5 separate regions of the Sus scrofa genome follow, and all the other regions are linked to region 5. Evidence: chromatin contacts called from public HiChIP or PLAC-seq and promoter capture Hi-C data. All regions are on one chromosome and are shown on one strand. Each heading gives the region's core, a stretch centred on a gene start, on an enhancer-like site or on the middle of the called end of the contact. The rest is flanking DNA. Distances are from core to core; before and after follow the strand shown. Region 1 holds the start of SPI1 (Spi-1 proto-oncogene). Region 2 holds the start of MADD (MAP kinase-activating death domain protein). Region 3 holds the start of SLC39A13 (zinc transporter ZIP13). Region 4 holds the start of NR1H3 (nuclear receptor subfamily 1 group H member 3). Region 5 holds the start of AGBL2 (cytosolic carboxypeptidase 2).

Region 1 (4,396 bases), core at 1,600-4,099, 290 kb before region 5:
CCAAGGATGCTCCGTAAAAGCAGGCTGGGAATGTGGGTGTGAGGTGCGGGGCGGGGGCTTACTGAATGCCTGACCCTGAAAGCTAACTGGCCCCTATGCTCAGAATTCCAAAGAAGCCCCAGGAACGAGTCTTTTCTCTCTGCCCAGAACCCAGCAGGCCAGGCTGGGGAAGTGGGGGCGGGGCGGGGCCCTGTACTCACCGCTGTGGCTTTCTCCATCACTGCTGAGATACGGGTAATATTCATGCGTTTGGCGTTGGTAGAGATCCGTGTCATAGGGAACCAGGTCTTCTGATGGCTGCTGAGAGAGGAGCGTGTCAGGACTCGGATGGTGGCAGGGAGACCCCAGCAGGGTTGGCAGCCCCCCAGTATGTCCACACTGAGCAGCTGCATCAGGCCCACTGCTCTCCCTCTGCTTAGAACTGGGAGAGGTGACAATAAAGCAGGGACCCAGGGGAGCAAGAGCCTTGGCTCCTGCAGAAAGGGGGTGACAGGGACCCTGGAGGTCAGAGGTCAGAAAAGAACCAGGGCTGAGAGGACAGCAGGCAGCGCCCCACGGTCACTTCACACTCACAGTCCACTGCTTTCCCGGGTCCCAACTTACGTGTCTGCCCTTTCACCGTGACACCGAAACACCGATACGCCTACCCCCCCAACCATCCTCATACTCCCATGACACACTTCCACCCACACTCCCATGTGTGAACTCACACCCATTCACACTCACTCTAGGGGTCAACTGGCATATCCACACACTTGTCGTCACCCGAGCCCTGTTTACACTCACCTGTAGACACACATAGTGTCCCCCAAATTAACACACGAATCCGTATGCTCGCTGCCAAATGCATTCACACACGTTCACACCCATATCCTTCCAGGGTATTCCTCCTGCACACTCACTCCACAGAACACATGCTTGTCCTCCTGCCACTTTCCGCACCCCACTCCCCTCTCTCACGGCCTGTGCCCAGGCCACTGGCAGGCCCAGGGCCACCATGATGACCAATGGCTAGTCACACTGATGGAATTTCCAGGATTCGCCCAGGCAGGCTTTGGGGGCCGTGGGCCAGAGCCTTGACCCTCTTCCTCCCTGCTCCTCCCATCCACCCACCTCCCTGGGCTACTCCCTCCCCCCACCCCCAGCACAGGGACAAGCATACCGGCTTCCCAACAGTCACCAGGCCTCTCCCCACCCCCGCAGTATGTGCCCAAGGATTGCACAACAGTAACTCTGGCCCTCAGGGTCTGGTTTGAGGAGCAGCACTGCCTTAGGAGCCCACCATCCAGGAGCCACGCCAGACTAGCCCCTGGGCTGAGGAGAGGGGCTGAGGGGTTTGGTGTGGAAGCCCAAGATATGTCTCCTATGCAGCTCTCCCTGGGGTTCAGAGACTGAGAGGTCAAGGTTCAGACAGGGTGGCTGAGCCCCTGGGCCTGTGGCTTTCTCAGGGCAGAGGTGGCTCTTCCCAGGACCACCTCCATCCGCTCCTGCCTGCCCCCTCAGACTCTTGGTCCCAGGTTGGAGAAGGGTGGGACCAGGCCAGGTGGGGGCTGGCTGGCTCCCAGGAGGCCGGGATCCTAGCACAGGGTTTGTGGGTAGCACAGCCCCACAGCAGGATGTCAACCTGGGGTGCCTCCCTGGGGCTCTGAGGCCTGGCTGGGTGGTGGGGGTGGTGAAGGGAGCTGCATCCAGGCCAGGAAAGCTGAGTCAGGTGGGCAGGTCCTGCCAAGTCCTTGCCAGCTCCCCGCAAGTGTCCCTACCCCTGCTGAGGGCAGACAGGGTGGGAAAGGGACATAGGTCTTCTCAGAGAGGCCCAAGTCTGACACCTGCCAAAGGCTGCAACTGTCACTGAGAACAGGAGCAGAAGGGGTCCACCCCAGACGGCTGGCCTTCCCTCCCTGGGGACCGCTGGGACGCCTGCTTCTTCTCCTCCAGCCTCAGCCCCTGCCTTCACCCCAGGCTCACCCTTGACCAGACCCTACCCCAGCCTCAATCTCAGCCGCAGGATGTCTCCAACCCCAGCTCCTGCCCTCTTCTTCCCGATCTCCAGCCCTAACTGCATGGCCAGTCTCTGCTCCCCTCACTGCTCCAGCCCAGCGCCTCCCCGGCCCCTGCCTCCGCCACTCAGGGCCTGGGCCCAGAGCTCAGAGCCTTAGGACCACAACTATGTCCTCTGTGCCAGGCCCCAGCCTGGGTGTTGGGGACTCAGGCTCAAGACAGCCTCAGTATCCAGGAGCACCCAGGCCCTGGGCTGAGATCTCTGGCCTGCTGCCTCCTGCCCATGAGCCTTTACTGTCCTGGGGGCCGGCTTCCTCACCGGCAAGCCAGTCTCCTCATCTCCTCCGCCACCACCTCCCTGCCGCCACCCTCACCATCCTCAGCCCAGCACCCTGCGCTGGGGCTCAGGCCTGCCACCCGAGCCCCAACTATAAATAACCGTTCAGGCCCCACCGATCACAGCCCCACCGTGGGCCCAGCCCTCAGCCCGCCAGGGCATGCTCCGAGGAAGCGAATGGCCCCCTCGCTGGGTCTCAGGCCAGGAGCTGCTGGGAGGAAACACCAGCTTCCCACTGATAGCCGGAGGGCAGCCAGCGGGTTGGTGGGCTGGCGGGCAGGCGGGCGGGCGTCGGAGGGCCGCGGGCTGGGCTGGTAGAGGAGTCCCGGTACTCACAGGGGGGACGAGGGGAAACCCTTCCATTTTGCACGCCTGTAACATCCAGCCGAGCTCCGAGCCTGTCAGGTCCCCTGCCTCGGTGGGGGCCAGTGCGGAGCCCCTTGGGATGGGGCGCCCCGTCGGGGGCCGGACGGACTCGGGGCGGGCGCAGGGCTCAGGCCTGCCCCTTGAGCTACAGGAGCCCTGGGTGAGCCCCCTCCCTTGACATTGCAGGGCCAGCGCAAGTTCCTGATTTTATCGAAGGCCTGCCGCTGGGAGATAGTCCCCTTGGGGTGACATCACCACCCCAGCCCGTTTGCATAAATCTCTTGCGCTACAGGAAGTCTCTGGCCGGCTGGGGCAGGTGGTGCTCCAGGGGCTGGCCTGGGAGGCCATGGGGGCCAGGCCCCCTGCCCAGAGGAAGCCGGGGACTATGAGGGGCGGCCTTGAGGGCTGGGGTGGGGAGGAAGAGAAGGAGGGAGGAAGCCTAGCTTCACCACTGGGAGGCCTTTGCTGCCCCCGCCCTGCTGAGGCTCTCCAGCCCCTAACCCCACAAACACCTACCTCTCTAGAGACCCTCCACGTGCCCAACAGTCACTTCCTTGGGGTCAGAGCTGGTAAGGATGGCCTCTTGGGGCCTCCATTTTCTGGGGTCAGGCTGGCTGGCTGAGGGCTCTGATCCAGCTGATTCCCAGGCCTGGCTCTCCCTGGGCCCTTGGGCCCCCAGCCCCTCGGTTCTGCCAAGCCTAGCGCTGGGCTCCGGGCCAGGGTCTTCAGCATGGTACCACTTCCCCTTTCCTCCTAGTCCTTTTACACTGGCTTCCCTTCCACCAGAAGCGTTCTTCCACCCTCTCTTCCCAGTTTCCCAAGCACCACCGCTTCTCCCAGATCCCTAAGTGCTCTATTCCCAGCCCAGATTTCTCAGTTTCCCCACCCCTGACCAATGCCTTGATATCAAACCTTTCTTGTCTGTCCATCCATTCATCTGTTTTCTCATCGATTTGTTTATCGGTCTGTTTGTCAATCCATCCATCCACTCATGAAAGCCAGCCGTGCATTCATTTGTCTATCAGTTTATCCAACTATTCACTCGTTAGCCCATTTATCTATTAGTCTATCACCCATCCACCCATTTATCTGCTTGTCCCTTTAGCCATCTATATGTTTATATATCAGCCCATCCGTGACGCATCCATTTTTCCATCTGTTTATCTACTGTATATCCTGCTATTAATTTGTTCACCCATTAATCCATTCATCCACCTGTCCATCTAGCCATCCATCCATTCATACATCCGTCCATACATTCCCCCAACTACCCAACCATCCAACCCCCGCATCCATCCATCCCTTCATCCATCTATCTATGTATCATCCAATCATAATTGAGTTCAAGGGGAAAGGAGAGGTAACGGACAAGATCCCTGCCTTCAAGGAGTTCCTGATCTAGTCTGGAGGGCAGAAGGATGAATAGAGATATTTTTTGATCTATTGATCTCTGATGAGTCTACTTCTCTTGAGAAGAACTTCTTGAGTGTTCCGTTTCCTCCCCTGAGTAGTTGCTTTATATCCCTCCCCAGTGACTTGCCAGCCTCCTTCCTGTCACTGGAATCCCAGATCCCCTAGTGCTTATTTACTTGCAGCAAAGACCAGGAATTCACAAGTCTGTGTTCTCCATTAGATCTTTTTTGCCTACAATCTTCACTGATTTTTTTTGAATGCACTCTTGGGACTCTCCCAGGG
Region 2 (4,865 bases), core at 2,286-4,785, 380 kb before region 5:
AAAAGGTCTTTTTATAGACAAACATAAGGGTACCCTATATTTCTTGTAACATAGGAGCCCTCAAGAATTCTACTAAGAATTCTATTAGAGAAGTTCTTAGATGTGGCTCAGCAGGTTAAGAATCTGACTAATATCCATGAGGATGCTGGTACAATCCCTGGCCTTGCTCAGTGGGTTAAAGGATCTGGCATTATTTCAAGCTATGGCATAGGTCGCAGATGTAGCTCGGATCTGGCATTGCTGTGGCTGTGGTGTAGGCAGCAGCTGCAGCTCCAATTTGACCTCTACCCTGGGAATTTCCATATGCCGTAGGTGCAGCACTAAAGGAAAAAAAAAAAAAAAGAATTCTGTTAGAATTCTTAGTATTATTTAATTCAGCACGTTCTGAATTCTGGGCACAGTGCAAAGTGCTCTGCTTTTATTTATTTCATCTTTTTTTTTTTTTGTCTTTTTGTCTTTTTGCCATTTCTAGGGCCACTTCTGCGGCATATGGAGGTTCCCAGGCTAGGGGTCTAATCGGAGCTGTAGCCACCAGCTTACGCCAGAGCCACAGCAACGCAGGATCCGAGCTGCGTGTACGACCTACACCACAGCTCACGGCAATGTCAGATCCTTAACCCACTGAACAAGGCCAGGGATCGAACCCGCAACCTCGTGGTTCCTAGTCGGATTCGTTAACCATTGAGCCACTACGGAAACTCCTGGTCTTTTCGTCTTTTAAGGCCACTCCCATGGCACATGGAGGCTCCCAGGCTGAGATCCAGTTGGAACTGTAGCTGCCGCCTACACCACAGCTACTGCAATTCAGGATCCAAGCCAAGTCTGTGACCTACACCAGCTGGCAGTGCCGGGTCCTTAACCCACTGATTGAGGCCAGGGATTGAACCTGCGTCCTCATGTATGCTAATTGGGTTTGCTAACCACTGAGCCATGAAGGGAACTCCTGTCTGCTTTATTTTTTGGTTGTGCTCTTGGTATGTGGAAGTTTCCAGGCCAGCAATCAAATCCGTGCCACAGCAGGGACCTGAACCACAGCAGTGACAACACTGGATCCTTAATCACTAGGCCACCAGGGAACTCCTATATGCTTTATCATGTAACTATCACAACAGTTTTATAAGTTCAGGTATGAGTCCATCTCACAGGTGAAGTTTAGAGAGGTTAAGAAACCTACTCAAGGTTACACACCTGAGCCCTGGAGGCTTCTCTTTTTTTAGGGCTGCACCTGTGGCATATAGATGTTCCCAGGCTCGGGGTCAAATAAGAGCTACTGCTGCCAGTCTGCACCACAGCCACAGCAACTCGGGATCCAAGCCTTGTCTGCAGCCTACACCATAGCTCACGGCACCGCTGGATTGCCAACCCCCTGAGCAAGGCCAGGGATGGAACCCACATCCTCATGGATACTAGTCAGGTCCATTTCCACTAAGCAACAACAGGAACTCCCTTGGAGACTTCTGAGTTCTTAGCAGTTTCCTCAGTTGAGCAGTGCTGCCCATGCCACACACCCCAGCCTCTCTTCTGCCTCCCCAGGGCTGCAGGTGGAGTTCATCAACCCTATCTTCGAGTTCTCCAGAGCCATGAATGAGCTGCAACTAAATGATGCTGAGTTTGCCCTGCTCATTGCCATCAGCATCTTCTCTGCAGGTGCGGAGGAGGGGCAGGAGGGAAACCAAGCAAGAGATTCACACGGAAGAGGGCTGCCGTCCCCATAGGGCAGGAATCATGGGGGTGGAGGCTCTTGCTGTGCTACCTTGGGATGGGAGAGGTTGGGTGGGGTGCGTTCCTATATTTTGGTTGTGATTTGGGGTATGGAAGGAAGACCCTGGCCAGACCTGCTACTCAACTCTGTTGGTGACCTATAGACCGGCCCAACGTGCAGGACCAGCTCCAGGTAGAGAGGCTGCAACATACATATGTGGAGGCCCTGCATGCCTACGTCTCCATCCACCACCCCCATGTGAGTCTCCCCACTGTGCCCCCTTTCTTCCTCTACAGGCTCAGCCCCTGACACACCTACTTTCCCTCCAAGAATCCCTCCCTGACTACATCGTGCACAGACAATTCTCTACCTCTCCCACAACTCCCCACCTTGCCCCCCTTCCTTGGGGAGAGACAAAGGCTGCACTTGTCCCTCTTCTTCCCCAGGACCGACTGATGTTCCCACGGATGCTAATGAAACTGGTGAGCCTCCGGACACTGAGCAGCGTCCACTCAGAGCAAGTGTTTGCACTGCGCCTGCAGGATAAAAAGCTTCCCCCGCTGCTCTCTGAGATCTGGGATGTGCACGAGTGACTGTTCTTCCCCCACACCGTGTCTTCTGTTTTTTGGGGTAGATGGCTGAGGCGTGACTGAGAAGGGCAGACATTCCTGAGGGCTGGGCAAAGGACATCCTCACGTGGCATTAAAAGAGTCAAAGGGTTGGGAATTTTGTGGCTGCTGGGTCCTGGGGATTCTGCTGAAACAGTGCTCCCATGTGAAGACGGTACTGACCCTGCCAAATGGATGAACCTGGGGGCCACTTTGCACAAGGTTGGCCAGGGCCCTGCCCATCCTGCCTCTACCACTTCCTGTTTTCCCCACGGGGCCCCAAGAAGAATTCTCCACTGTTAGCCTGCGGCTTGGCCGTAAATGCCTCAGGGCTGCCTCACTGATAGGACTGGCACTGGGTGTACAGGAAGATCGAAATTAATACAGGATGAGAGAAACCCATTTCTGGATTGGGAGTGGGGGCCCGGCAACAGAGGAGGGAAGGCTGTGTCCTTTAAGGAGCTGCTTCCAGATTCCGAGGAGGGAGACAAGTCACAAGTGACAGCCTTGGCAGTGAGCGGGGACCTCCTTTTACTAGCCCCATTGAGCCATAAGGGTCAATGAAATGTTGAGGCTTAGATGCCCCCTTCCCGTTCAGTGATCCAGGTGGGATCGGTTGTCTTCCTGTGGGAAGGGGGTGTGGGATTTTCCGACCTAACGCCTCAGTCGTGCACCTGTGTTCATGCCCGCGGGTATAATACCTTGGTTTTCCCGTTGACAGCTGAAAAAGAGCAATCCTTCCTCTTGGCCCGCAGACCCTTGGGACAGGAAGAAAGGTCCCCTGAGGCCAGGGGTAGGCTGACCGGTTTCAGGGTTAGCGTCTCCAAAGGGCTGGACTCCATTTCCCAGCGGGCACCGCGGCACCGCTCACGCCCCCTCCCGTGGAGCGTCCCGGTGTAGGTGAAACCGCGGCCTGCGCCTTCCGGCATCAGGTCCCCCCGCCGCCCCTGAATTGGTAGGTTCCACTGCCGAGGCCGCCGGCTTGCCAGCCCGGGAGGCTGGGCACCTCCAAAGCGCGAGCGGGGGGAGGGAAGTCAGGTAAGAGGGACGGTTAGAAAGTCTCAGGGGCAGCTTATCTTGAGAAGTCTCTTCCAGATTAATCCACATTTCCTCGAAATGGACTCCATTACCATGCCGAATTAAAATCTGTTTTAGTAACCTAAAGAAAAAGTGTTCCTGTGGGTCCTCCCCTTGGCACGTAAAGGCGCTGGGCTGGCCCAACGCTCCCCATCGCGTTCCCACTCCCACACGGATAGGTGTGTGCGTAGCCGCCTTTCTCCTGAGGTCGGCTCCACCCTTCAGCCCTCGGCTTGGTGCAGCCCTGTCCTCCCCGGGGGGAATGGTACGGCCCCCGGCCCCCCTCGGCTCCCCCTCCTTCACCGGGTCGGAGTGGTAGGCGCCCCCCCACCCCCCTTCCCGGTGAGGACGCGGAACTGGCGCGCGCTCTGAGCGGCGTCCGCGCCGGCGAGCGACTGACGCTTGGCTGCAGAGAGTCGTGCGGCCGAACCTGGCCGGTCTTCAGAGGCTCCAGAGGTAGGAAGGTCTGGGCCACTGGGGGCCTGGAAGGGTGTTTGGGGTGGGGCTCCCCGGGGGATACAGACTATGAGAGGAAACAGGGGCTTTAGTGGGAAGGGGACTCTAAGGAGCCCCCAAGGTTGTGTGAGGGGGCGTGGGGTCTCGAGAGAGAGCAGCGGTCTGTAGGAAGGGGGTAGGACAAGGGGTGGGGGCCAAAGGGGTTCCAGCTGCGAACCTGGGCGCAGCTTGCGGCTGCGGGGCTAGATTCCTGCGAGGCTGGCGGGCGGCCCTGGTTCCGGGGCGGGTGCGGGGGAGAACTGTCCAGCAGGTGAGGGGGCGGGCAGAGCTGTCCTGTCCGGGGGCTAAACACATGGCGCGCGTGTGTACGTGTGTCTGTGTCTGTGCGTGAGTGTGTGTGTGTGCGCGCGCGCGTTCCCCATTTTTGGTTAGAATTTGAATAAACACTTTGGCTTCTTAAATTTTCTTTTTTTTTTTTTTTAATTTGGTGTTTCAAAATTGGCTTGTTGGGGAGTGGAGACCCCGTTCAGTCTTTCCTGAAACTGATTGTCTCCCCATCCTCGTGCATCTTTAGACTCATCCTTCTTTCCCTGCCTTCCCTACTTCCCCAACCCTGCCTATTGCTGCCTCCTTGCTCTCATTCTTCCCCACGTTGGACCAGTCTGTGCTGATGCGCTTGCAAGGTCACTGCCTGGGGAGGAGGAGGGGAGAGAGCCTCTTATTGTGCTCACGTCAGCAGATGTCCTATCACTCTCTGGTTCTTGTGGTTTTACTGTGACATCCTGCCAAAATGAGGGACGAATCCAAAGGGCTGGTTAACATGGCCATTTGTAAGCTGAAAAGACAAGATAGCTTAAAGGTCTGTGGATTCTAAATCTGCGTGTGGATGGTGTTGGGTGGTAATTGTGTAGGACTTCAGCGGATAGGTATGAGTCTTGAGCTTGATGCCTTTGGAATATAGGAGCTGGGAATGAGGGGCTGCCCGTTAGTAAATATGGTTGAGGCAAGAGGCGGAGTCTGAG
Region 3 (4,363 bases), core at 1,720-4,219, 270 kb before region 5:
TGGGGGGGCTGTCCCCATGGCTTGTGGAAGTTCCCCCAGGCCAGGGATTAAACCTGAGCCACGGTAGTGACAACACCAAGACCTCAACCACTAGGCTACCAAGGAACTCTGTAATATCTAATCCTTAAGTAGAACTTTGCATAAGTTGGACATAGTTCTCTTTTGTGTATTCATTAATTTAATCCTCATCATTATTCGATTTAGAAATCAATTTTACAGATGAGGAAACAGAGGCACAGGGAGTTAAGTAACTTGCTTCAGGAAGTCTGGTACCAGAATCTAGTGGTCTTAACCATTAAGCTAGGAGGCCATCCTATATACATATGTAAAAGCTTTTATATATCTATTTTTTTACATAATTGCATAAATGTGATCTTTTTTTCCTTTTTTTGAATGCCCTGCAGCATATGGAGTTCCCGGGCCAGGGATCAGTCCAAGCCACAGTTGCAACCTATGCTGCATCTTCAGCAACACTGGATCCTTAACTCACTGTGCCAGGCCGGGGATTGAACCTTTGTCTCAGCGCTCCAGAGACACCTCTGAACCCATCGTACCACGGCAGGAACTCCCATAAATGTGATCTTATACAGGTTTTAACGTGTTTTTAAATTTTTTCCTTTTATTTATTTGTTTGCTTATTTTGGCTATGCCCGAAGCATGCAAAAATTCCCAGGCCAGGGACTGAACCAGAGCCACAACTGTACCCAGAGCCACAGCAGTACCAACACCAGATCCTTAACCTGCTGAGCTGTGAGGGAACTACAAACTTTTCCTTTTACATTTTTATATTTTTCCTCCCCGCACCATGGAATCCATGTCATCAACCCAACGTATGATCTTCCATATTTTGATGTACTCACAATGATACAAGGACTTAGATATACCAATACCTTTAATTACATGTACACATACGTGTTTCCTTTTTTTCTTTTCTCTTTATTTTTTAGGGTCGCATCCATGACATATGCAAGTTCCCAGGCTAGGGGTTGAATCAGAGCTGCAGAAGCCAGCCTACACCGAAGTCACAGCAATGCCAGATCAGGGCTGTGCCTGCGACCTGCACCACAGCTCAAGGCAACACTGGATCCTTAACTCACTGAGCAAGGCCAGGGATTGAACCCTTGTCCTCGTGGAGATTAGTCGGGTTTGTTTTTGCTGAGGCACAATGGGAACTCTCCTTTTTGTATATATTTTAAATTAGTAGATTATATTAAATAAACATTTCTGCATCTCCCTTTTCTCACTCATCAATACCTGGAAGCCCCTGGCAGATTTAATTCACTGTTTTTAACAGCCACACACTTGCCCACCCACTGTGTCTTTCTACTTGGTCCTCCTGGCTCAAGGTCATCTTCTAGAGTAACATCTCCACCTCTACCTCCAATACATTAGGGAATCTCACCAGGCCAGGTGAGAGAAAAAGGCAGTGGGAAGGCAGCAAGTGGTGTTTCTAGCGCTGTCTTGTCCATCCCCTTGCTGGTGGCCAGCAGCCCTCAGCCCCTAGAGGCGGGAATGCTGACTATGTTATTGTGAAATCATTTGTATATTGTGAAGTGCTTTGCATATGATGGAGTGATTTGCATATATGGGGGGCATCTTAGAGATCCCAGAGCAGCATCCCTGAGTGTCCTCCTCCTCCTCCCTCTGCAAAGTAATCAACCTAGGGTTTCCACTTCAGAACTTAGGCGGGGGAAGAGGAGGGTGTCCCGGCAGAACTGTGGGCCTTGAGGGGGAAGCAGACAGGGGGCTTTCAGAGGAAAGCTGATCCTTCTTGGTAGGATTGGGGTCTAAGAAAGGCAGCGTTGGAGTGTGAGGTGGAACAGGGCAACTGGTGTAGCATATGACACTTGTGCCCTCAGAGCCCCCAGTAAGGGAAAGTGACACAGGATGGATGAAGGAAGTACCCTAGGAGGCAGATGAGGGTCAGAGGCTTAGAGACTCCCACCCTGTCACAATCTCTGTCCAAATGAGTACCCAAGGGCCCGTTCCTGAGTATAGGTGGTCCTGGCTGATTCCCAGAGAAGGATGCAAAGTGGAAATGCCAAGCCAGATTCCTAAGACTCTAGAAATGAGAGCTGCTGTCACATGCCCTGGGTTCAGGAATATTCAGGTTTCAATTGTGGCTCTGTCATCCGTGCTATTGTGTGACCCTGGGCTAACTACCCCACCTCAATGGGCTAGGCTGAGGGTTCTTTAAGACAATGCAAGCAGAGTAAATGGCAGGTGTTCAGCAATAAACTGCGGTTATAATAATAATGCTATTGTTTGCTGCCTTAATCTGAGGTGAGGGAAGCACAGAGCTCTTGCTCCCCCAGGTTTGGAGTTACCAGCAGCAGTGTCAAGCCACCGTGCATTGGACTCCAAAGGGTTACAAGCCCTGGAGACAAAGGCCTGAGGTTCCCAGTGAAAAACCAAAGCATAAAAATAATTCGATGAGTAAGAATAAAATTCCCTCTTCTGAGGTTCCCGAGGCTAGGCCCCTCCCTGCGGCAGACACTTCCCCTTTCCCTTGCTCATGGAGGAGCCAGACCAGGCTGACTCAGAGAAGGAGTGCCGCAGCCATCCTCCCACCCCGACCCCGGCCCCAAGCCCCAGCACCGGCCCCGGCCCCGGCTCGGAACGGCACAGTCTAGAAGCCGAGCGCGCCCCCGTGCGGCCGCGGCCGGGACTGCCACCCGAGAGAGGAAGCGGCGGCCAGGCCCTCAAGCCCAGCCACCCGGCCGCTCGTGGTCCCTAGAAGGCCGCCGCCTACGCCCTGCCTAGCCCGACCGAGTGCGGTGTCCAGCGGGCTCCCACTTCCGCTCGACCCTCCCCGCTGTGCCCGGTCCGGCCGGAGCGGAAGTGCGCCAGCCGCCCGGGTCCCCCATGGCCGCGAGGCGGAAGCGCGCTCCGACGGCCGCTCCCCCACTACCCCGCGGCGCGCGGCGCGTCGGGTTCCGGACAGGTCCCGTGTGACGTGGCCGCGCGCGGGGGGCGGCTCCGGGCCGGGGGCCGGGTGGCCGGGCCGGGCGGGGCAGACCCGGGGCGGGGCGGGGCTCCGCAGCTGGATGGCCGGGGCCGCCCGTAGCGCCGCCGCTGCCGCCGCAAGGTGAGTGACCGCCCGACCCTCAGGGCCCATGCCCCAGGCGGGACAAACCCTGCCCATCCCGTTGACTTCGGCCCGGCTTGTCTAGATCAGACCTGGGCCTCTTGCCCAGAGCCCGGGAATTCAACTTCCTTGGGCTCTTCTCCCGGCTCCCCACGCGTCGCTCCTCATCTCTCCCTCTCTCTCCCCTTCCGCATCCATCTCCCACTCTCCAGCTCTCCACTCCTGACTCTCCCGCTCCTTGCTTTCTCCTTTCTCTCCGCTTGCTGACTCCCTCGGTACCCTCTCTTCTGTTCCAAACTTGTGGTCCTCTAACCTTTAAGTGACCCGCCGCCGCCTCCAAGTCAGGCCTGGCTCAGTCCTGCTTTTTGGTCCCCAGTGGAGCCCTGCGGATTTAAGGCCTGGAGAGCCTAGACTGGAGCATCTTTAACAGCTGCTTTCCGCCCCCGCCCCCGCCCCCGCCCCCTTCCCAACTCCATCAGCAAATGCGGAAAACTGAGGCACGGCCATCACTGGCTCAAGGTCACAGCCAGCATGAGGCAGGGAAGACCACATTTAAACCTCATGCCTGAGTTTCCAGATTTGTACTTCCCTCTTGGTTGACTCACATCCAGGTCCTGTGATCCATCCGCTGGGTGCACTCCAGGTGTCCACTGCTCCTGGGTCCCAGCAGCATAAGGAGGGCTTTCTGTGCCTGATCCATGCCAGGCATGCTCACCTGTTTAGCAAGCTCATCTCATTTGTGTGAGGGAGGCAAATTCTCTCCATCCTACAGAGAAGGAGACTGAGGCTCAGAGAGAGTCTTCAGGGATTTACCCCCAACCAGCAGCTATAAGCTCAGAGCACAAAGTCAAGGGCAGGTCTTCAAAGCCTGTGCTCTATACATCTGTGAGGCAGCTCCTAACTGAAGGAGCCTCTGTCTTCAGTCCCACCTCCTGTTTGGCCCATTTCCTAGGAAGAAGCCCTAATGATCCTAATCTAGATCAGCTGGTTGGTTTCCCCACCTGCACTCCTCCTATTGCCCCACCAAGCTAGGTGGTGCCGGCCTCTGTCCCTGGGGGTGCTTCACTGGAGGACATCCCGGCCCAAAGCCTCCCCTGGCAGCCAGACATCCAGCTGGGCCAGGCCTGCCAGTGGCTGAGGGGAACCTAGCCAGCGCCTCACCCTGTCATTAAGGAAAGTTTAGCCTCAGGCGGACAGGCTGACACACAGTCTGGAAGTGGCTCCCAAGGAAAAAATGTGTGGTCCTTGGGAGTGAGGTGAGGAGGGGCAGAGCCG
Region 4 (4,404 bases), core at 521-3,020, 400 kb before region 5:
AGGCTCGGTGAGGCGAAGGAAGTCCTGCAGCGGGCAGCGGTGAGGGCAGCCGGGCAGGATCAGCGGCCAGGGGGCCTTGTCACTCTCATTCCGAAAGTACATCTCCACTGAGAAATTCCTGAAGGTTCATAGGAGACAAGATGGGAGCTGCTCGCTAGGCTGACAGCAGCGCCTCAGGCTGTCCACAGCCATCAGTCACGGGAGCTCCCTGCCTGAGGGCAGAGCAGCAGCTCCACTCACCCATTATCTTCCTGGTACAGTTCAAATATGTGGCAGGCCGCATAGGGAGCTTGTTCACCGTTGTAGACATCCAGTGCCATTTGCAGGGCAACCAGGGTGGTGTCATGCTGTAAGGGAGAAGGGCTCCCCATCAGCACAGCCCCCCACACCCCCAGGCACTGAAGAGGGACGAGACCCAGCTCTTGGCCTGACATCCGCACACCGCGGGCTGTGGGAGCTTACCGCTGAGTAGACCAGCAGCTTGGGGAGCTGGGAGGTGGTTGCCATCAGGGTCAGGTTCTTCCGTATCTGGGCCAGCAGGACTCCTGAAGGACAGAAGTCCCCAGTGTCAGTGGCTATAGCCGTCACCATCTTCTCACCAGACCTATCTGCCGTTCTCTCACCCTCTGCGAGTCCTGGCTCTGATCACCACAGAGAACTCCAGGCTCATGGGAACTACACAGGAACTCTACGGCACCTGCTCTCTAAGAACTTTCACATGTGTAGGAGAAAGCAAGCTCAAGCTAGCTATCTGTGTTTCAACACCGATGCAGAAACCCGCCACTTATTTATAAATGAGTTACGAAGCCCTGCCCATGTTTGAAGAATTACTCCAGGTGGGAATAAATATAAACTCAAGATTGCTTCAGAACACACAAGATGGTGGCTCCAGGCCAGGGGAACTCTGTCATGTGCAGGCTCTGAAAACTGAGATGTCGCAAAGGTTCGTCAGCTGGCACTCCCTTGGGGTGCTCACGTCAGGAAACTGGCCTGTGTATGACTGTCAGCCTCTTTCAAAGTGGGCCCTTGTGGTCATCTGGAGGAAGGGATTCATTGGAGGGGAGGGAGGGCTTTCTGACATGGTGAAACTTAAAAGAATGTGAATGGCAGAAAAGCAGCACACACCCAACCGTGCTCACTCACACAGGACAAACGTGCTAGGCATCTAGACAGCTGGGGACACCGATGACTAAGGGGATGACTAGGGGGGCCTAGTTCTGAAGAGCAGAGAACACTTCAGGTAGCATGTGAGAGGCCCCCAAGAGCGGATTCCTAATGCTGTAGGGATCTGACAGGGGAGTGACATGCTGCTGTTGTCACTCACCCCCCTGCAGCCGGGCCTTCTCTGCCTGCTCGTAGATCCCGAAGAGGAAGCGGAAGCTGAAGTCCTTTAGCCGGCTCAGACGCTGCATGGTTTGGGGTGAGGCCCAGGGAGGCAGGACCAGCCCGTGTGTCTGCTGTATGTGGCAGCGGGCAGGTTAGCTCCTCACCCAGGCCAGAGCCTCTCCCGGGAGCCGTTCTCTTCCTGTGTGTGTGTGGGTGTGTGCAGGGAGAGGAGAGGCAGAGGTTTGCGACCAGGAGACATGGTGGACAGTGATGAGGCCGCAGGGCACAGGAAAGGAGGCTCGGGCACCAAAAGTGTGACTCAGCAGAACGGAGTCAGATACCACGAGAGCTCGGGGTGGAGAGAAGCAGGAACTGCTGACGATCGATAAACTATTTCCCACTCTGAGGTTCTTTTTCACCCATGAGGGAAGTTCCCTTGTTTCACAAGAGGCGGCTTGCCTGGACCTCCCGGGTAGGAATGGGGTCCAGGCACGGTTGCACATGGCCTGGTCACCTAGGCCTGCTGAGGTGTGAGAGGAGGACAGTCATACCGGGGACCCTGAGCCAGCTCACCTCACAGAAGAGTGTGTCATAGACATTCCAGACGGTCTCCAGTGTCAGGTCCGTAAGCCCTGTCTCGTTGGCCACCATTTCCAGAAATTGCTATGAGAAAGGGATCAGGGATCAGTCCTGCCCTGGGGGAAAGGACAATGTGTGGTGACCTCCACCTCGGCCCCACTCACTGCATTCTGAATACTCTCATTCTGATACTCTGGTGTCCGCCGGGTCTCGTTCTGCAGCTGCTCAAAACGGGGACATGGGCCCAACGGGAACTTCAGCAGCTGCAGACCAAAGGGGGAAGCAGAGGCAGAGAAAGAGTCGGGGATCAGCAGCCCAATGGCCAGAGCTGCCCCCCTCACCGCCTCCAGGGAAGGGCTGGCCAGTCTTACTCTGTCCTCGGTAACAGGCACAGTATGGACAGGAATAGGCTGCCAAGAGATGTTTGGATTAAAGCGCTGCATCCCATTAGGGGGGAAGAGTCCAGCCAAGTTGGCCTCAGCACTCATGAGAGTCCGGTCAAAGTCTGTGCTTCGAACATAAACCTGCAGAGATGACAACACGAGTCTCACGAGTGGGTGGGGGAGCTCTGGCCCCTCCATGGGGTCCCAGGGGAGGACCGGTTCTTGGTGGACACCTACCAAATGAAATCCTCCGTGCATCTGGCCCTCTCCCCCCTCTGGCTTTCCCCATCCCTCTTTACAGCCAGGGCCCAAAATGCAGCTGGGGGGTTTGCTGTCCCCAGTCTGTGAAAAACTCCTGTGAGAATGGCTTTAGGTCAGATGCCCCTCCCAGTCCAAAGTGCTTAGTTAACAAGGCTCTTGGGTCCGTCTGTGTGCCTGGTTTTATTACACCACCTGTCACCCTATCTAGGCCCAGGTCCTTGAGGGCAGAAACTATCTCCCCTTTTATAACTGGCTTAGAGACCAGGAGAGGAAATAAGATATGGAACAGAAATAATTATTTGTGAAGAGAGAGGAAGAAGCTGTAAGGAAGGGCAAGATCAGGCAAGAGCTGGCCCTCAAGGAGACAATACAACATCTAGAGACAAAGATCAAGTTTGTATGGCACACCATTATATGCAGTGCTAGCATAGTGCCTGGCCCATAACAGGTACTCCAAAAATGTCTTGAAAGCTTGAGCTATTTCAGAGTCAGAAACTACTTTGCTAGACCCTTAAATCTGAGCTTGGATGCTTGATCCGTTTTGCCAATTCCCAAGCCAAGCAGGAGCAACTCAGCCTCTGGGGTTTTGTTCCAGACACCCCTTGGGTGTCTTGTCCTGTAGCTGTAACCAGAAATGCCTGGAGGGAGGCGAGCGTGCCCAGCCTCACCCTTAGTCTCCTGAGGGCAGAGGGTGAGAACAGCAGGCCCCGTTTTCCTTACCTGTCAAGATCACAGCCTTACCTCTTGCCGGTGGTAGGAGGTGTTCAGAAAGCCAAGGTATCGCTGTCGCAGAGCCCGGCCCAGCTCCCAGTGCTGTAGCATCCCCTCCTGTAGGCAAACCCAAGGATTCAGAGGCCCAGAGGGGAGGGATGGCTCACCCCCCACCAGGGCTGGGCCACTGTTGCTTTCCAAGTTCTTGGCTGGAAGTAGGAGTGGGTTCATCTGATCCCTGAAGTCATTTATTAAGCAGCCGATTGTGCACTGTGTAGGCCCATTTTAATTGGCACAGGTTAAGAAATGTGATTAAAGTCAGCAGGCACATGGCAAAAAGGAATTCGGTGAAGCCCCAAGTCCTATAAGCCTGCTTGAGGTCATTCATGCTACAGCTCATCCTGAAGGAGAGCTGGCTTCTGACCCACCTTGGTTAGCTGACCAAAGCCCTGGGGCCATTTGTCTTCTTGATAGGGGTCCTTGGGATATGTCTTTACTGGCGAGCGGTCTCCATGTCGGTACAGCTGAGGAAAGAAAATGGTTACCCTACAGGTCACAAGGGTCTCCTTGACGGAGACACAGAGCCCAGGTCTGCCCCATGCTGAGAGGGAAGCGTCACTCCCTCTGGGATGCCTTAACTCCACCAACTGCAAAAGAACCCCAACTCAGAAGTCAGTAACCTCTTCCAGGTTCCAGGGATTCTAACTCGGCTAAGCAATGCCACTGGAGATCTTGGGAAAACCAAAGACAGGTGGGAAAGGAAAAGAAATCAAAGCAATGCAGACGGTGGGGGAAACAGTGAGGGGGTGGGGATCGCCAAAGGCTCCTTTAGACGTGAGTCTCTTAACTGTTCGTGAGTCTCTTAACTGTTCGACTACATCCCTGTCCCAGACCAGACTCACCCGACCTATCCCCTTACACCTTGCCTCCCCCGCCACCAAATACCCTAGGGCTTCGCAAAAATTCCGAACCCAGGCCCCCAACCCGGCAGGCCAAACGTCTCTTCCTAAACCAGCTTCTCCTCCTCTTCCTCCTCCTCCTCCAGACCCCAGACCCCAGCAAAGCCCCGCCCCTCCCTCCACCAGCCGGCCTGAGTCCTCCTAGCGCTGGCGAGCCCTCAGGTGACCCGTCTCTCAATACCAAG
Region 5 (4,808 bases), core at 1,273-3,772:
GACCATTACTAGCAAACTGCCTTCTATTCACCACCTGCTACCACAGGCCTCTCCAAAGAATACACCCCATTTTCCAAAGAGCTTTCACGTTTCAATTTATTTAAGTTAAACGCCATTTTCTCCATTTCATAGTGAGAAACTGGAGAAGCAGTATGGTCAAGTGGAAAGAGAAAGGGTTTGGGAGGCAGAAAGACTCAGCAGCTATGAGGCCTAGTGAAGGCCAGTACTCAGAGTGGAAGTGGGGCACTCAGAGTGGGAGCTGCTTTGTCCTGAGGGCTCTCCTGAATCTGGTAAACTGGAAACTCGGTTTTTAAATAAATTAGTAAGCACTTACAAAATAAAATCATTTAACAATGTTGCTAGAAATAAAATCAATATAAAAACTTAAATTTCATTTCTAGATACCAGGAACAAAGTTAGACAATCAAAAATTTTAAAAATACCATTTGCAACAGCATAAGAATATACATTTCTATGAAAAAGATTATTAATCTTTACTGGGAGACATTAAGGGAGACCTAAGTAAAGAGAGAATTAGGCTATATTAATAGATCAGAGAACCTGGTATTAGAAAATTCTCCTTTCTTGTCAAGTTTGATCTACAGACTCCATGAAATCCAGTAGCTTTTTAAACATCACAAGCCAATTCTAAAATTACATAAAATGGCAATAGCCGAGACACTTTTGAAGAACAATAATATGGGAGGACATGTCTTTCCAGATATCAAGACTATTTTAATGCCATGTGGTGTCATTAAGAAAGGGTGGTACTGGAGTTCCCACTGTGGCTCAGTGGTTAATGAAACCGACTAAGAACCATGAGGTTGTGGGTTCGATCCCTGGCCTTGCTCAGTGGGTTAAGGATCTGGCGTTGCTGCGAGCTGTGGTGTAGGTCGCAGATGAGGATCCTGTGTTGCTGGGCCGTAGGCCAGGGGCTGTAGCTCTGATTTGACCCCTAGCCTGGGAACCTCCATATATCACAGGTGCAGCCCTAAAAAGCCAAAAAAAAAAAGTACTTTTCACTAATGGTGATGGAAAAACTCATCATTAGTTGATTTAAGCATAACTCTCCCAGTTAAACAATTCACTTTATGAACCCGGGAAAGGTGATGCTAGATAAGAGTGAGCTATTACCTTTAAAGTAACCATAGTACTGGAGGTGATGGTACATAAAATCTTCATAGGGATCAGGAAGAGTCTGTAAAATGAAAGACCATCTCAATCAGGAAAGAGCTTTCATAATAACAAGCATAATAGTCTGTCATAAGAGTAATACTGACTCTTGGAGTTCCTGTCGTGGTGCAGTGGAAACGAATCTGACTGGGAACTGTGAGGTTGCAGGTTTGATCCCTGGCCTTGCTCAGTGGGTTAAGGATCTCGCGTTGCCATGAGCTGTGGTGTAGAGGTGGTTGAGATCTGGTATTGCTGTGGTTGTGGTGTAGGCTGGCAACTGCAGCTCTGATTAGACCCCTAGCCTGGGAACCTCCATATGCTGTAGGTTCGGCCCTAAAAAGACAAAAAATAAATAAAAAAAAATAATAATACTGGCTCTTAACCAAAGTACAGAAGCATTGTTACAGAGGACACTATACCTAGAATTTCTGTAAACAAACCAAGTGAAACACCTTTACGCATATTATTCCATCTTTGGGATCAAGATCTCCAGCCAGAAAAAGGTGCCACCAGGATATATTTTCTAATCTAGTACTGGATTTCTGTGGTGTTTCTGGAGAGGGGTATTACTAACCTTCGGCTTTGGCTCTTTTTCCAATGCTGGGAACATGTTACTTCTACATGGTATGCTGAAGACCAGTCAGTGACACGGCGTCCAGCCACACCCTTGCCCAATTTCCAAAAGGCACCTGATTATTAGACAGATGAAGCTAAAAAAACCACAGGAGGACAACCGAAAAAACTCGAAATACGTCCACGCCCCCTGTCGCCTTGCTCTCTTTTCTGCTAACCCACCCGCTCCTCAAACAAGGACCCAGCCGGTGGTGCCCACCGTGAGGCCTGAATGCGCACCTGATGAGGAAGGGCGGCTTGTCTTCAAGCCTCCTTCTCCCGAAGCCCCAGGACTCCTGCCGGCCCCATTGCTTTCTTCTCCCTAAGAAGGAGCTGCCTACCACCAGGACGCCGCAGGAAAGATTAAGAAAAAGGGATGGAGGGATCCGGCGGAGTCGTCTCTGTGGACATGGAAAAGAAAGATCAGGGGTCGGGAGAGTGGGCTCTTAAAACGAATTCAGGGTTTCAATGTTTCCTTATCTGGGAGAAGGTGGCGAAAGACAGTTTCCTGAAGAGGCGCGGGAGCGGGCGTAGAGATTTCCTAGGAGGGGACAGGGGAGACTGGCTACCCTAGCCAGTCGGGCTAGCAGGGATGGGCGCGGCGCCAACAGCAGCAGCAAAGGAGCCGGAGCGAGCCTGGAGGCACCGCAGCGCTCGGCGAAGACGAAGCGCTCGCCTTGCTCGCTTGCCACAACTTTCTGCAAGGGCCTGGGTAGCCTAGCAACCGCGAGGCGGAAGCGAGAGGGCGGGGCAGCTGGGCGCTTCCGGGGAGCGAGGCCCCAAGGAATAGGTGTGGAACCCGGATGAAGTCGATCACTTGGCGGGGGTACCAGTTTCAGCCTCATTCCTCGTTTCGCACAATATACTGCAGACCCGCTTCGGGGTATTCGAAGGTATATTAATGGGCAAACACAACGCCAGTAGTGCTCAACATACTCCAAACTTAGTTGCTATTACTTAGCTAGCTTTAGGGAAACTGTTAAGTATTGCTCAAAGAGAGCGGCTTCCTCTCTCCTTCCACCTTCCTAGGCTCTCCATCCCCTGGCTAGACTTGAAAAACAAGTTAATATGCTCCATTCTGGTAGGATAGAGACAAGTATGTACTCTGCAGCAATTCTTGGAAGTTTGGAAAACTGTTAGGCAAAGCAAAAGCTTTAATGGCTAGTTGATAGCCTTTATTTTCAGAAATTTGCTCTCTGCAAATTGCAAGAAAAACAATCTATATACAAAATGGTCACCCTAATATTTGCATAATGGTAAATAAAAAACAACACACTAGCATACACAACACTGATCCGACAACTGCATGCATATAAATATATTGGAATAAAATTCTAACTATTGTCTTTGGTTAACTTGGTATGACTATAACCATAAGTATTACTTTTGAAATCAGAGGAAAAAATATAAAGCACCTTTATTTTTTTTTCAAACTATTAGCCACATTACATCATTTCCAGGATTTAAGTAGGCCAAATATCAGTTAATATTACAGAGTACAAGATCCAAAATTGAAGTCATACAGTACCTTTTGGTACTAGAGGACTGTTTTTCTAATCCTGTCCCTAACTCCTGAACAAGATCTAGACATTCTTGACAAGATCTTGACATTCTTTTTTCATGACAGGACATGTCTGCCCATGTCTTATACTGTAGTTGATTATAAAAAAATTGACTTAAGTCTTGGTTAACATAATCATGGAGTAATAATCAAAACAGGAGCAAAAGGATAACCAATCAGAAGTATAAAAAAAGCTTTATTAGTGCATATGTACAAATTTACAAGGTCAGAAACTGGAGAAATACAAACAGCTTTAAAACACAATTTGCTTTTTCTTCAGTTTAAAGTGACTTTTACCTGATTGTGATACAATAGAAAGTACAGAAGAGTAAACTGCTTTTTAAATACTGGAATTTTATGGAGAATACATTCACACATAAAAGGGAGGTGAACTTTGGACCAAGTCAAGAAAATGGAAACACATTAATACATGGAGTGGCTCTTATTACGTTTACTGCCACATATGTAAGGGGGAAATTCTCATAATCAAGGACATGAACACCTGCTGCCGCTGCTGCCTATATTGAAATTTAAATGTCACCTAGTATGTGAAATGACTGAGCTATAAGTTCTAGAATCTGTGGGAAAGAATACTCTGAAGAGTGTGGCCATCTGTTAGTACCAGGTGAACAACCTGCTATACTCAGCACTTCAGGCATGGCAGACTAGAGGAAGAGGTCAGAAAGAGATTCCTATAATCCCAGTTAAGCAAGGTAGAATACAGAGCTGCCTTCTTAATTGCACTTGTTCTGAAGAAGTTAATGAGAGAGAGCGCCACACTAGGAAATACATTGCCTCTACTGGGCAGGAAAATCATTCTTCCTTAGTGGGTCCTCTACAGAGGTGTCATATTCATGAGCCATATGTTCAGACTGATGAGGTTAATGGCTCTAACGTGCTGAATTTGCCAGTGTAAGAATAAAGGCAGCCAGGTCAAAGCATTCAGTCACCTCACCTTTCAGCAAAATAGAGAAATTACACTTCACGAATGTGGGAATTTTGTATGTGTATGCTCTTACCCAGGAAATGCATATGCTCTCCCTCATAACATTTCTAGTTCACTGACAACAGTAAAACTGGTTAAGACTCTGAACTGAATATAGATATATAAAAAAAAATCAATAATAAAAATTTAAAAAGAAATTAAGAAACTATGTGTTTGGAGCCATTTTCCTCCTCTTCAGTCTTGCTCGCCAATCTTCAGGAAGGGCTTCAAAATTTGCATTTCTCTCTGCCATGCCACTGTGAAAACAATATACAAATTACTTCACTAGGAAAAAAAAGAATGGAACTATTCATTTCCTAGCAAATAAAAACTAACTGAAACCTAAAAGCTGACCTATCACATCTAAGCTTACGAAAATATCTCAAGATTCTCAGCTAGGTAGCAACATACTCTTCATCAAATATCTTAATTCAAACGGGTCAACCAAACACAAAACACTCTTTCTGTTTAGTTTCA

Evidence for each region. Promoter capture Hi-C pulls out the DNA fragments that hold promoters and counts their contacts. HiChIP or PLAC-seq counts read pairs in DNA pulled down with a chosen protein or histone mark.
Region 1: a contact with region 5 is called in an H3K27ac HiChIP or PLAC-seq map of alveolar macrophages. The contact joins the promoter of SPI1 here to the promoter of AGBL2 in region 5. A contact is called at or near these places in 1 of 5 promoter capture datasets (fetal liver), 2 of 47 Hi-C or Micro-C datasets (embryonic fibroblasts and subcutaneous adipose tissue) and 1 of 2 datasets of contacts at active chromatin or transcription factors (alveolar macrophages).
Region 2: an H3K27ac HiChIP or PLAC-seq map of alveolar macrophages shows a contact between it and region 5. The contact joins the promoter of MADD here to the promoter of AGBL2 in region 5. A contact is called at or near these places in 1 of 5 promoter capture datasets (fetal liver) and 1 of 2 datasets of contacts at active chromatin or transcription factors (alveolar macrophages).
Region 3: a promoter capture Hi-C map of fetal liver shows a contact between it and region 5, with 2.8 times the contacts expected there. The contact joins the promoter of SLC39A13 here to the promoter of AGBL2 in region 5. A contact is called at or near these places in 1 of 5 promoter capture datasets (fetal liver), 1 of 47 Hi-C or Micro-C datasets (embryonic fibroblasts) and 1 of 2 datasets of contacts at active chromatin or transcription factors (alveolar macrophages).
Region 4: a contact with region 5 is called in an H3K27ac HiChIP or PLAC-seq map of alveolar macrophages. The contact joins the promoter of NR1H3 here to the promoter of AGBL2 in region 5. A contact is called at or near these places in 1 of 5 promoter capture datasets (fetal liver) and 1 of 2 datasets of contacts at active chromatin or transcription factors (alveolar macrophages).

What each region holds. Positions count from the first base shown.
Region 1 is chr2:15,226,384-15,230,779 of Sscrofa11.1, reverse strand. SPI1 (Spi-1 proto-oncogene) reads right to left here and starts at 2,849. Exons shown (of 5, transcript NM_001001865.1): 1 at 2,672-2,849; 2 at 201-297. The coding sequence starts at 2,716.
Region 2 is chr2:15,313,892-15,318,756 of Sscrofa11.1, reverse strand. MADD (MAP kinase-activating death domain protein) reads left to right here and starts at 3,535. Exons shown (of 36, transcript XM_021085175.1): 1 at 3,535-3,843. NR1H3 (nuclear receptor subfamily 1 group H member 3) reads left to right here. Exons shown (of 10, transcript NM_001101814.1): 8 at 1,534-1,647; 9 at 1,866-1,960; 10 at 2,149-2,428. The coding sequence ends at 2,295.
Region 3 is chr2:15,201,542-15,205,904 of Sscrofa11.1, reverse strand. It overlaps SLC39A13 (zinc transporter ZIP13), which reads left to right and starts at 2,969. Exons shown (of 10, transcript XM_003122808.6): 1 at 2,969-3,088.
Region 4 is chr2:15,334,151-15,338,554 of Sscrofa11.1, reverse strand. It overlaps NR1H3 (nuclear receptor subfamily 1 group H member 3), which reads left to right and starts at 1,770. Exons shown (of 10, transcript NM_001101814.1): 1 at 1,770-1,947. It overlaps ACP2 (acid phosphatase 2, lysosomal), which reads right to left. Exons shown (of 11, transcript NM_001244740.1): 1 at 4,401-4,404; 2 at 3,689-3,784; 3 at 3,291-3,377; 4 at 2,277-2,429; 5 at 2,070-2,168; 6 at 1,900-1,989; 7 at 1,325-1,457; 8 at 463-545; 9 at 241-347; 10 at 1-118.
Region 5 is chr2:14,930,902-14,935,709 of Sscrofa11.1, reverse strand. AGBL2 (cytosolic carboxypeptidase 2) reads right to left here and starts at 2,522. Exons shown (of 15, transcript XM_021083073.1): 1 at 2,026-2,522; 2 at 1,748-1,862; 3 at 1,135-1,198. The coding sequence starts at 1,783. It overlaps FNBP4 (formin-binding protein 4), which reads right to left. Exons shown (of 17, transcript XM_021083063.1): 17 at 3,523-4,588. The coding sequence ends at 4,498.